Regions from separate parts of the Sus scrofa genome. Here region 1 is linked to region 2. Evidence: chromatin contacts called from public promoter capture Hi-C data. All regions are on one chromosome and are shown on one strand. Each heading gives the region's core, a stretch centred on a gene start, on an enhancer-like site or on the middle of the called end of the contact. The rest is flanking DNA. Distances are from core to core; before and after follow the strand shown. Region 1 overlaps C8H4orf19. Region 2 holds the start of C8H4orf19.

Region 1 (4,787 bases), core at 1,033-3,532, 79 kb before region 2:
GCAGCTACAGCTCCGATTAGACCCCGAGCCTGGGAACCTCCATATGCCGCCAGTGAGGCCCTAAAAAAAAGCAATAATCTGATGTCAATTTTTGTTCCGCTTGTCTCTGGCTAGGACCTAACCTATAGAAAACCGCTGCTATTAAGCTATTCTCTATAAGGAAGCACATGGGAAAAGATCTTAAAAAGGAGCTCATGAAAAGCCCATGGACCCTTCTAGATTTAGCTGTCATACTGAGTATGTACTAAAGACTTTCCGGAATAGCCAGTCCCGGGCCCTAGAACCTGGAGGCAAAGAAGAGGTTTCCTGTCCTGAGGCTGCCCCATCTCAGAGCGGGGCTTATGTCCAGTGTTTGGTGTCCTCAGCGGTCTGTCTCCTGTACTGAGCACAAGCCCCTCACAGGCAACGCCTCACTCAGGGCAGCATCCAGCTTGCATGCAGGGAGCCCGTCACACCTGTTATTCAAATGAAGGAATGGCTGGGGAGTGACAGGTGTGAAGGAACAAATGGGGAGGATGAGATTTTTAGGCATTATCCCGGTAGAAGTTCTTCCCCTTTCCACGATCAAATCTCACTCCACCCAGTGGTCCAAACCCAAGAGCCAAGACCGTGATGTGAGCCAAGAGAGATGGGAGGGACGGTGGCTCCCCTTCCCGGCTTGGGAAACAGCGGAGTCTCCGTTAAGGAATTCCAGGGGTAAGGGCCGTCTGCTTTGAGAGCTGTAGTCAACGAGCTTTCAGAGCAGCTGCTGGGAGGTGGTTTGAGTTGATGGAAGTTGGGGGTGCTTAAAGAGAGACACGATAAAATTAAAACACTTAAATTTCCACTCCATTTGGAAAAACCAACTTCTCAATGTTTGGAAAACAGTCCGGGATTTCACGTGAACCTGGCCAGGAGGTGAAGTTGAAAAATACCGAGTGAGTCACTTCTGGGTCTTGACCTCTGGGACTCAAGTGGTGTGGATAAAAATAACTAGCAGGCGCTGAAGAGTCCACCAGGTGGTTTGCAAAGGAAGTAAAGACTGCCTGCCCAACTTTATAGGCAGTATTGAATCTCCAGTGGAAAAAGGACAAGAAAATATATATATTTTTTCTTTTTCCTGCCACACCTATGGCATATGGAAGTTCCCAGGCCAGGAGTGGAACTGGAACTGCAGCTGCCAGCCTACACCACAGCCACACCAGATCCAAGGCGCATCTGTATCCTACACTGTAGTGCACAGCAATGCCAGATCCTTAAGCCGCTGAGCAAGGCCAAAGATCGAATCTGCACCCTCACGGACACTGTGCTGAGTTCTTAACCTGTTGAGTCACAACGGGAGCTCCAAGGAGATAATCTTGACGACCCAATCTATTTCCTCAGCAGAACCATTTCCTCTGTTCTGGGCAGGCTTTGAAAACTCTCTGGGACAGAATTTTCTAGGATGTTCCCTTTTCTCCTGAAGAGGCTAAACTTTCGGAATTTTGGAGAACCTGACAGACTATAAGAAAAATTTTTTTTTTCTTTTCTAGGGCCACACCCGCAGCACATGGAGGTTCCCAGGCTAGGGGTCCAATCGGAGCTGTAGCCGCCGGCCTACGCCAGAGCCACAGCAATGCAGAATCCGAGCTGCATCTGCAACCTACACCACAGCTCACGGCAACGCCGGATCCTTAACCCACTGAGCAAGGCCAGGAATGGAACCCGCAACCTCATGGTTCCTAGTCGGAACCATGCACCACGACGGGAACTGCATATAAGAAGACTTTTATTAGGAGCACCATCAGTGCATTTGATGCGTTCTCAATAGTCAATGTACTGCCATATACCAGCATCACCTAGAACTGGGTTTGATGGGACATTTATGCGCACGTGTGTTCAAATGTCCACCACCCCGCCCACCTGCCAAAGGGTTCTCTGATCAAACAGGTTTGGGAACAGCAGGGGTAAGAGATGAACCCATTCGTAGTTATGAAAAAGAAGGATTTCACCTTGTTGAATGCAGTTATTTCCCCAAATTATTTGACCACAGAGCTTTTAAAACCAGAAGTTGGGTTTTGCGGAACTTTGGGAAAAACAAGTGTCAAAATGACAGTCCCAATTATCAGGAGGGGTTTTGTGCCCCAAACTAAAATCATCAGGCGGTGCCTGGTGTGTGGGTGAACTCAGCCAGGCAAAGTCCACGTCAGGTGACCGGTCCGCCTTCCAGCAATGCGCGGATGTGGTAAAGTTGTGCAATCTCTTGATCCCTCAGTTTCTTTATCTGCCCAATGAGTCCATGACATCAAAGCTTTCTTCTAAATCTATCGCAATGGTGGGTCAGCCAGGAAGGTTACTCCCCTCACGAGCCTTTATCTCACCTGGCTCACACACTGTTATCACTGAAAACGGAGAGGTGCCAATACGGCCCTTTTGCAGGCGGGGAGCCCGGCTCAGTGGTTTGTGAACCTCCCCATCCCCAAACTGATGGGCTGTGTTTGGGTCCCCAGTCCACACTCAGCCCAACCCAAGAGCCTGATGGACGCACGGCGCTTCTCCTTCTGTTTCCTTTCTTCAGGCCCCAGGGTCTCATCTTGTTCCCTCAGGTCTGCAGCTCTTTAGAAGAGGTCTCCTTGGCTGCTTTGCCAGAGGGTACAGCCGACCAGGGCCCTGAAGCCTTGAGATGGGGAGGGGGTGTGTGTCACAGCAACGTCCCTGAGAGGACGGGGGACTCAGGTCAAGGGGACTCTGAGGGTCAGGGAGGTGCGCCTGCTGGACTCTCTTCTCCACTGGACTGGGCAGGGGGAGTGTGTGTGGGAGGCAGGGCTGGAGTGGGGGGGGGCAGGAGAGGCGGGGCTGGTGTGTGTCGGGGTGGGTGGGGCAAGGGAGTGAGTTTGGGAGGCGGGGCTGGTGTCTGTGCTTGTGGGGGGGTGGACAGAGGAGTGTGGCGGGGGTGGGGCAGGAGAGGCGAGGCTGGGGTATGTGTGTGGGCAGGAACGGAATTTTTATACACATTTGAGACGCCTGATCACAGCGCATCAGTAATTCAGCACAGCGGTTCCATGAGTAATTTAGGGTCAGAGTTGCAGGTTCCAATTTATTAGCTCAGTGACCTCCAAGCAAATCTTAGCCTGTCACCTTTAGCTGTCTAATCTGCAAAATGAGAATGATAATAGTTCCTGCTTATCAGGATTGTTTTGAAAATTAAATTAGATAAAAATATGTATGGCATTTACTATGTCTGGCGTCCTGCCAGTACTCATTAATGATTTATAAGTAGTTAGCCTTTGAGTGTTAAATATGCATTTAAATACTGTTTTAAGAAATTTCATGTATTCATTCAACTTTACAATAACCCTCTAAGACTGGTATTTTATATATAATATATACACATTTTTAAATTGAAGTATAGTTAATTTATAATATTATGTTAGTTTCAGGTGTACAGCAAAGTGATTCAATATTTTATAGATTATATTCCATTTAAAGTTATCACAAACTAATGATTATATTTCCCTGTGCTATACAATATATCCTTGTTGGTTATCTATCTTTTTTTTATGTCTTTTTGCCATTTCTTGGGCTGCTCCCTCAGCATATGGAGGTTCCCAGGCTAGGGGTCTAATCGGAGCTGTAGCCGCCAGCCTAGGCCAGAGCCACAGTAATGCAGGATCTGAGCTGCGTCTGCAACCTACACCACAGCTCATGGCAACACCGGATCCTTAACCCATTGAGCAAGGCCAGGGATCGAACCTGCAACCTCATGGTTCCTAGTTGGATTCGTTAACCACTGCACCATGACGGGAACTCCCGGTTATCTATCTTACACATAGTAGTTTTAATCCCCTACCACCCTCTGGCCCCTTCTCCCTTCCCCTCTCCATTGGTAACCACTAGGTTGTTCTTTATATCTAAGTCTGTTTCTGTTTTGTTATATTCATTTGTTCATTTTTTAGATTCCACATATAATTGATCACATAGTATTTGTCTTCATCTGACTAGTTTCACTCAGCATCATCCTCTCTAGGTCCATTCATGTTGTTGTAAATGGTAGAATTCCATTCTTCTTACGGCTGAATAATATTCTATTATCTATATCACACTTTCTTTATCCATTCATCTGCTGATGGACAGTTAGGTTTTTTCCATGTCCTGGCTATTGCAAATAGTGCTACTATGAATATCGGGGTGCATGTGTTTTTTTGAATTAGTGTTTTTGTTTTTTTGGATATATACCCAGGAGTAGAACTGCTGGATCATATGATAGCTCTATTTTTAGTTTTTTTAGGGATCTTCCATACTGTTTGCCATAGAGGCTGCACCAATTTATACTCCTACCAACAGCGTACAAAAGTTGGGAGCCAGTATCTTATAGATAAGTAAATGGACATAAAAGTTAGAAAGTGGTGCAGTCTAGCTATTATTAATACTGTTGTTATTGCTTTCAGTATTATTACTATTTCCTGCTATACGTTAATTATATTAATATTTATGTATATAATAGTTCCTTTTATGTTAATAGAATTCCTTTTAGTATGTTCTGTTGTTTTCTAAGCCCACTGGTTACATAATAAGAAGCAGCTTGTGATGTAGTAGTTTTTGCAAAAGGGAACTTGCTCCTCTGGATTTGGGCTCTGATAGAATGTCATAATAGGTGTGGTTTCATCCATTTGCCACCAGATGGCAGTATGCAGTGGTTATTTAATTTCAACGGACAGTCTTGGAACAGAAAAGGGCTCAAACACTTGAGAGTTAGGGCACAAGTTGTAGGTGCTTTGCCATGCCATCCAAAAAAATAAATAGGGAGGAGGTGACATGGTAAACATTCA
Region 2 (4,784 bases), core at 1,250-3,749:
TGGGACCTAAACCACAGCTCATGGCAAGGCCTGATCCTTAACCCATTAGGTGAGGTAGGGATCGAACCTGTGTCTTCATGGATACTAGTCAGATTCGTTTCTGCTGAGCCACAATGGGAACTCCCTCATTTTCTTATTATTCTTAGCATTATTTTTAAAAAGCATATAATGAGGTAATCAGTCTGACCAGCAGACAGATGAAGGCTCAGGTCTGCCTTCTCCTAGCATGAGCCTATCAACTCTTTTCTAAATAACCATTAGATTGATTATTGGGTGCAGTAATTCTACCTGCACCCAATAATCAATCTAATGTCCTGAAGAAGAAGAAGAAATAGAAATGCAGGAGCTAGATACTGTCTTACCAAGAGCCAAAGAGAATCAAGATTCTGAGTTATTGAAAAAACTGTGGAACTAGAGGAATTTGAAATGAACAGTTCAGGTGGAGGAAACCCAGCTACTACTGAGAGGTTGGTATTCAATTTCTTGGAAACTGGAGTTCATTCCTGGAAGCACAGTCAATGGGCTCTTTGGGCACCAAGGGCAGGGCAGTTCCTGGAGCAAACAGGGCAGTACTGCTCTGCCCTTGGGCTGACACTAGATTGTGGCCAGCACTTGGCATGGTTGTTTTCAGGCTCAGACTGGGACTAGGTAGGAAGTCAGGGGGATCGTCCCATTTCTAGGTTAATGAACGTATTTAGTTGACATGCAAGTTATTGCTCTGCTTTGAGTTCCAAACATGCAAAACCTCTTAGAACATAGCTAAGATGGGCCACCTTGATCTTCGGATGTCATTATATATCTAAATCTTGAAAACCTTTGAGGGCCAGGCCCTGGGGCCAGATGCCATGAGGTAGGTGCTTATCACATACTTGCTGAATCAAAGAACTGGTTTGGGATGGACACAGAACTAGCAAAAGAGATAAAGACTGAAACCCTACTTCTATCAGTGTCTGCTTCATTTTACCTCTGCGATCAAGGGAGCTTCCTACAACTGACTCTTCACACTTTAGAGAAACACAAACAACTCCAGAACTCAGAGCTGTGTTATTGTTTCAGTGATAGGCTTCACAACTGAACTGTTCTATAGATATGGGTTTAACATCTGGCTCCTTAAAATAGTGTTAACTGGGGGATTAAATGTGGGAATAAGTGGCAAATCCAGAATCTATTGTCTTTAAAAGCAGCAACCCACTTTCCATTTCTTTCTCATTCAACTCTCAGATGTTTCTTAAATAGCTTGTTTACAACTACCCAGGAACATGCATAAGCTAGGGTGAGAAGTGAGAAAATAACCACTCTATTCTTTAATGATTTGAACCACCTCATGGAACACCGACTTCTAAATTCACTGGGCAAACATCTATACTGCAATGGAAAATATAATGTACTAAATTGCTAATAGGAGTTTTTGTTTTGTTTTTAAGGTTAATCACAGTGCTGGAGGAAGAAAAAAAAAAACCCAAACATTGATTTCTGTCTTGTATCACTAGAAAAACTGCTCAGTGGTGGCTTGTGAAAAATCTCACCTCATCCGGACTGCCAAGGTCAATGAGACCCAAGTAATCGACCTGGGAGATGCTTGCCTAATTATCAAACATTCTGCAAACATTTTGTGAACATTTAACCGTTTGCACCTGGACCCCTCCTTCAATCCATGCGGCTTCCTAGGGCTGCACCCTCTCCTCTCCACCACCCAGGGCGCCAACACCCCAAAGGGGCAAATCCTGGGACCCAAGGACATTTCAAAGAAACAGCGGCGGTCACCTTCCATTTCAGTTTTACTTAAAAACACTCAGATGTTTAAAAATAGGGGAAGAGGAGGGCTCAGAAATAAGAGGAAAATCTTTCGCAGTTTTTCCAATTCAAGTTCTCAGGCACCGTTGAAAGTTCATTAATTAGAGATTTAAAGACAGAAGTGTTTCATATACCAATCAGATGCCAAGCTTTGCAAACTGTCTTTGTCTTTAGTTGGGGGAAGTTTGTAAAAGTCCCCCCATCCACCCCATTCTGGAGTTTGCTTCTCTTTCCGCGCCTTTGTTGAACGACCTGACTTTCCCGAAGCAACCAAACCGAGAACTGCCTCACCCGCCCTCTTTTTTTTTCTCCCCCGGCAAAAGGAAATAAATAAAAATGCCCCGCGAGAGAAGTGGGAGAAATCATGCCACAAAGCCAAGTTCCGCGGGAGTCGAGCCCCCGTGTTGCCCGCGGCGGGGCCGGGAGCGCGGGGCGGGAGAAGGTCCCTACCTGGGGCCGGGCAGCAGCGGCGGTGTCGCGGCGCCCATGACTTCGCCGGCTTCGGGCGGCCGCGCGGGGAAACGCCAGCGGCTCAGCAGCGCCTGGACCCGCCGAGCTCGCTGCGGCCGCCCCGGCGCTGTCATTGGACCGATGAGTCACGTGGTCTGGCCGGCGGGCGAGCCCCTCCGGCCGGCGCAACCCCTCACCTGCGCGCCCCGCTTCGCGCAGAGGCCCCGGGAGCGCGACAGCAGACTTCCCGAGCCCGGACTGGGCTGCAGGACGCACCGGAGAAGAAAATCCCGGAGTTCGGCCTCTGATCCCCGATACTCAGGCTGCCAGGCAGCCGGCGCCGCGAAACTTTGGTGCCGGCTTTTCCGCCGTGCTGCTGGGAGAGGGGAGCTTCCTCAGATTCGGCGTGAGTCAGGGAGGTACGTAAATGCACTCCCTGGCGAAGAGACCTCCCCTCGTCCCCCGTGAACTTGGGGTTTGTTTCCTTCCCGGTTCTGGCCATAGCCGCTTACACCTGGTGTGTGCAGTTCGCCTGCTTTTTATGGGATAGATGGGAAAGAGCGCAGACGCTACTGGGGCGAGAATTCCCAGGGAAGTTGCACACACTCATCTGCACCCTCAGGACCGCAGTGGGAGTTCAATGATGTGCTTTCCTGCCCCCACCTTCCCTTTCTGTGCCTGGGGTGTTGGAACTTTGGCTGTCACACTCCGTCCACCGTCCTGAGCTCCACGGCCGTGCTTGCTGCAATCCGTGCATCTAAGCTTGGTTGCTTTACTTTAAAATAGTATTTAAGGGTTGGAAAGTTTATTCACCTGTGCTCCAAAGTGCGTCGGTGTTGGTCTTGACAGGAGAATGTGTTAAGCAACGGCGCCACCTAGCTCGTCGTCTTCTCTCTTTCCCCTTCATTCATTCGGGGAGAGTCAGGATAAAACAGAATGCTGGAGAAGCAACAGACAGAATACTATTTAAAGATGAACACACTGCCCTCAGCTCTTAATGTGTCCACTCTAGTGATTCTAGCGCCATTTACACGACGACATTTCCCACGCTTTATGGGGGGAAACTCATGTTTTGAGATTCTTCCCACTTGTGTAGTAGCAGCATGCTTTAAAAATGATAGATTTATGAGGGACATTAAATGCTCTTTTACATCACTTTCTGATAAAAACTCTTTATCCCAGTAAAGGACCGTCCTAACTTCTAGCCCACGCTTAAGTAATGTCCACAGGATACTGATTACATTTATCGGTTAGATTATTCTAACCAAAAAGACTGGTATTTATCTTGGGTTTTAAAGTATAGTTCCCAGACTAGCAGAATCAGCATTATTTGGAGGAATTTAGCAAAAATGCAGATTCTTGGGCTCCACCCCAGACATTTGGATTCAGAGCTGGTGGAGCCAGGGAGGGTGAAGTAACTTGTATTTAAACAAATGATGTACATTCCAGTTTGAGAACCACCATCCTGAGTCTGCTCAAGCAGCTGGCTAAATTCCACTCATTTGTTAAAGGTTGGGATTCTGTAAAGTCAGAGGTGGTGGTGTTACTGGTAACCTCAAATTACCAGTGTTACATAATATGTCATGTTGACACACTGAAACCTCTGATGTGTCTATACAGAGTGTCATCTGTACTTTATGCAGATCACATGGAATGCCAAAAAACGTGGAGACCCTCATGAAAAATACAGAAGAAAAACCTATGGTTTCTTCATGCATATAGAAACGAAACACCATGATTCACTTAGTATTTTGGGTATGTTTATGTTTTCATTGGCATATAAATTATTCTCCACTGATGAGTCATGGAAGAGAGGAAAGCTAATTTGAGTGGATTTGTCCGTATAGTTCTAAATTTGTCAATATATTTCTAAAGAAGAGACAACAAACTTTTAAAAAAGGTTATGATGTTGGCTTACATTTTAAACCAAAAGGCACTGTATTAGGCGTTTTAGGATTTTGAGAAAGAGGTAACTGGTTGGATTCTTCATCTTTAGCTCAGATTCCCCATTGGATGGACACTATATTTCCAATTGCCTGCGTGGATATCTTAACCTTTAAACTCTTTGGGTTCAGGTTTATTATTTCCCTCATTTTCATCCCTAAACCTATTCATTTTACTTTTGCAACTCTATACTCTCCACCCAACTTCAACTGGAACTGGAATTATTTGTTTCCCTTCTCTTTCATCTCTTTCCTCTATCAGTGAAGTCCTGAAGTCATCCTTCTTAGCCATTGCATTGCCACTGCCCTAAGATCAAGTTCTTACATTCTCTAGCTCAGATCTCTGCAATGGTCTCTTTTCTGGTCCCCCAGATTCTAGTCCCTTCCCTCTCTAATCAATCTCACATAGTACTGCCCCAGTCTTTCTGAAATGCCATTTCAACCAGGTCTTTCACCTTCTCAAACATTTTTTTCATGACTCCCTATTGGCTACTGAATAAAGTTTAAAGTCCCTACATAGCATGTGAAGTCGTCCAAATAGCCCCTGGCCCTCTCTGGTTTTGTTCACACAGTTTCCTCCATCTGAAATGTCTTTCT

Evidence for each region. Promoter capture Hi-C pulls out the DNA fragments that hold promoters and counts their contacts.
Region 1: a promoter capture Hi-C map of liver shows a contact between it and region 2, with 12 times the contacts expected there. The contact joins the enhancer-like site here to the promoter of C8H4orf19 in region 2. A contact is called at or near these places in 2 of 5 promoter capture datasets (fetal liver and liver), 20 of 47 Hi-C or Micro-C datasets (alveolar macrophages, blood, brain and 10 more) and 1 of 2 datasets of contacts at active chromatin or transcription factors (skeletal muscle).

What each region holds. Positions count from the first base shown.
Region 1 is chr8:29,089,231-29,094,017 of Sscrofa11.1, reverse strand. The region is part of intron 2 of C8H4orf19; the gene reads right to left. Among named protein-coding and RNA genes, the nearest start is that of C8H4orf19, 79 kb to the right of the region's middle. Within about 2 kb of position 2,282, at least 7 of the 83 cell types and tissues checked have an H3K27ac peak or open chromatin away from gene starts, as enhancers often do. A contact at or near this core is called in fetal liver and liver, where this site is marked.
Region 2 is chr8:29,010,599-29,015,382 of Sscrofa11.1, reverse strand. C8H4orf19 reads right to left here and starts at 2,499. Exons shown (of 4, transcript XM_021101097.1): 1 at 2,245-2,499.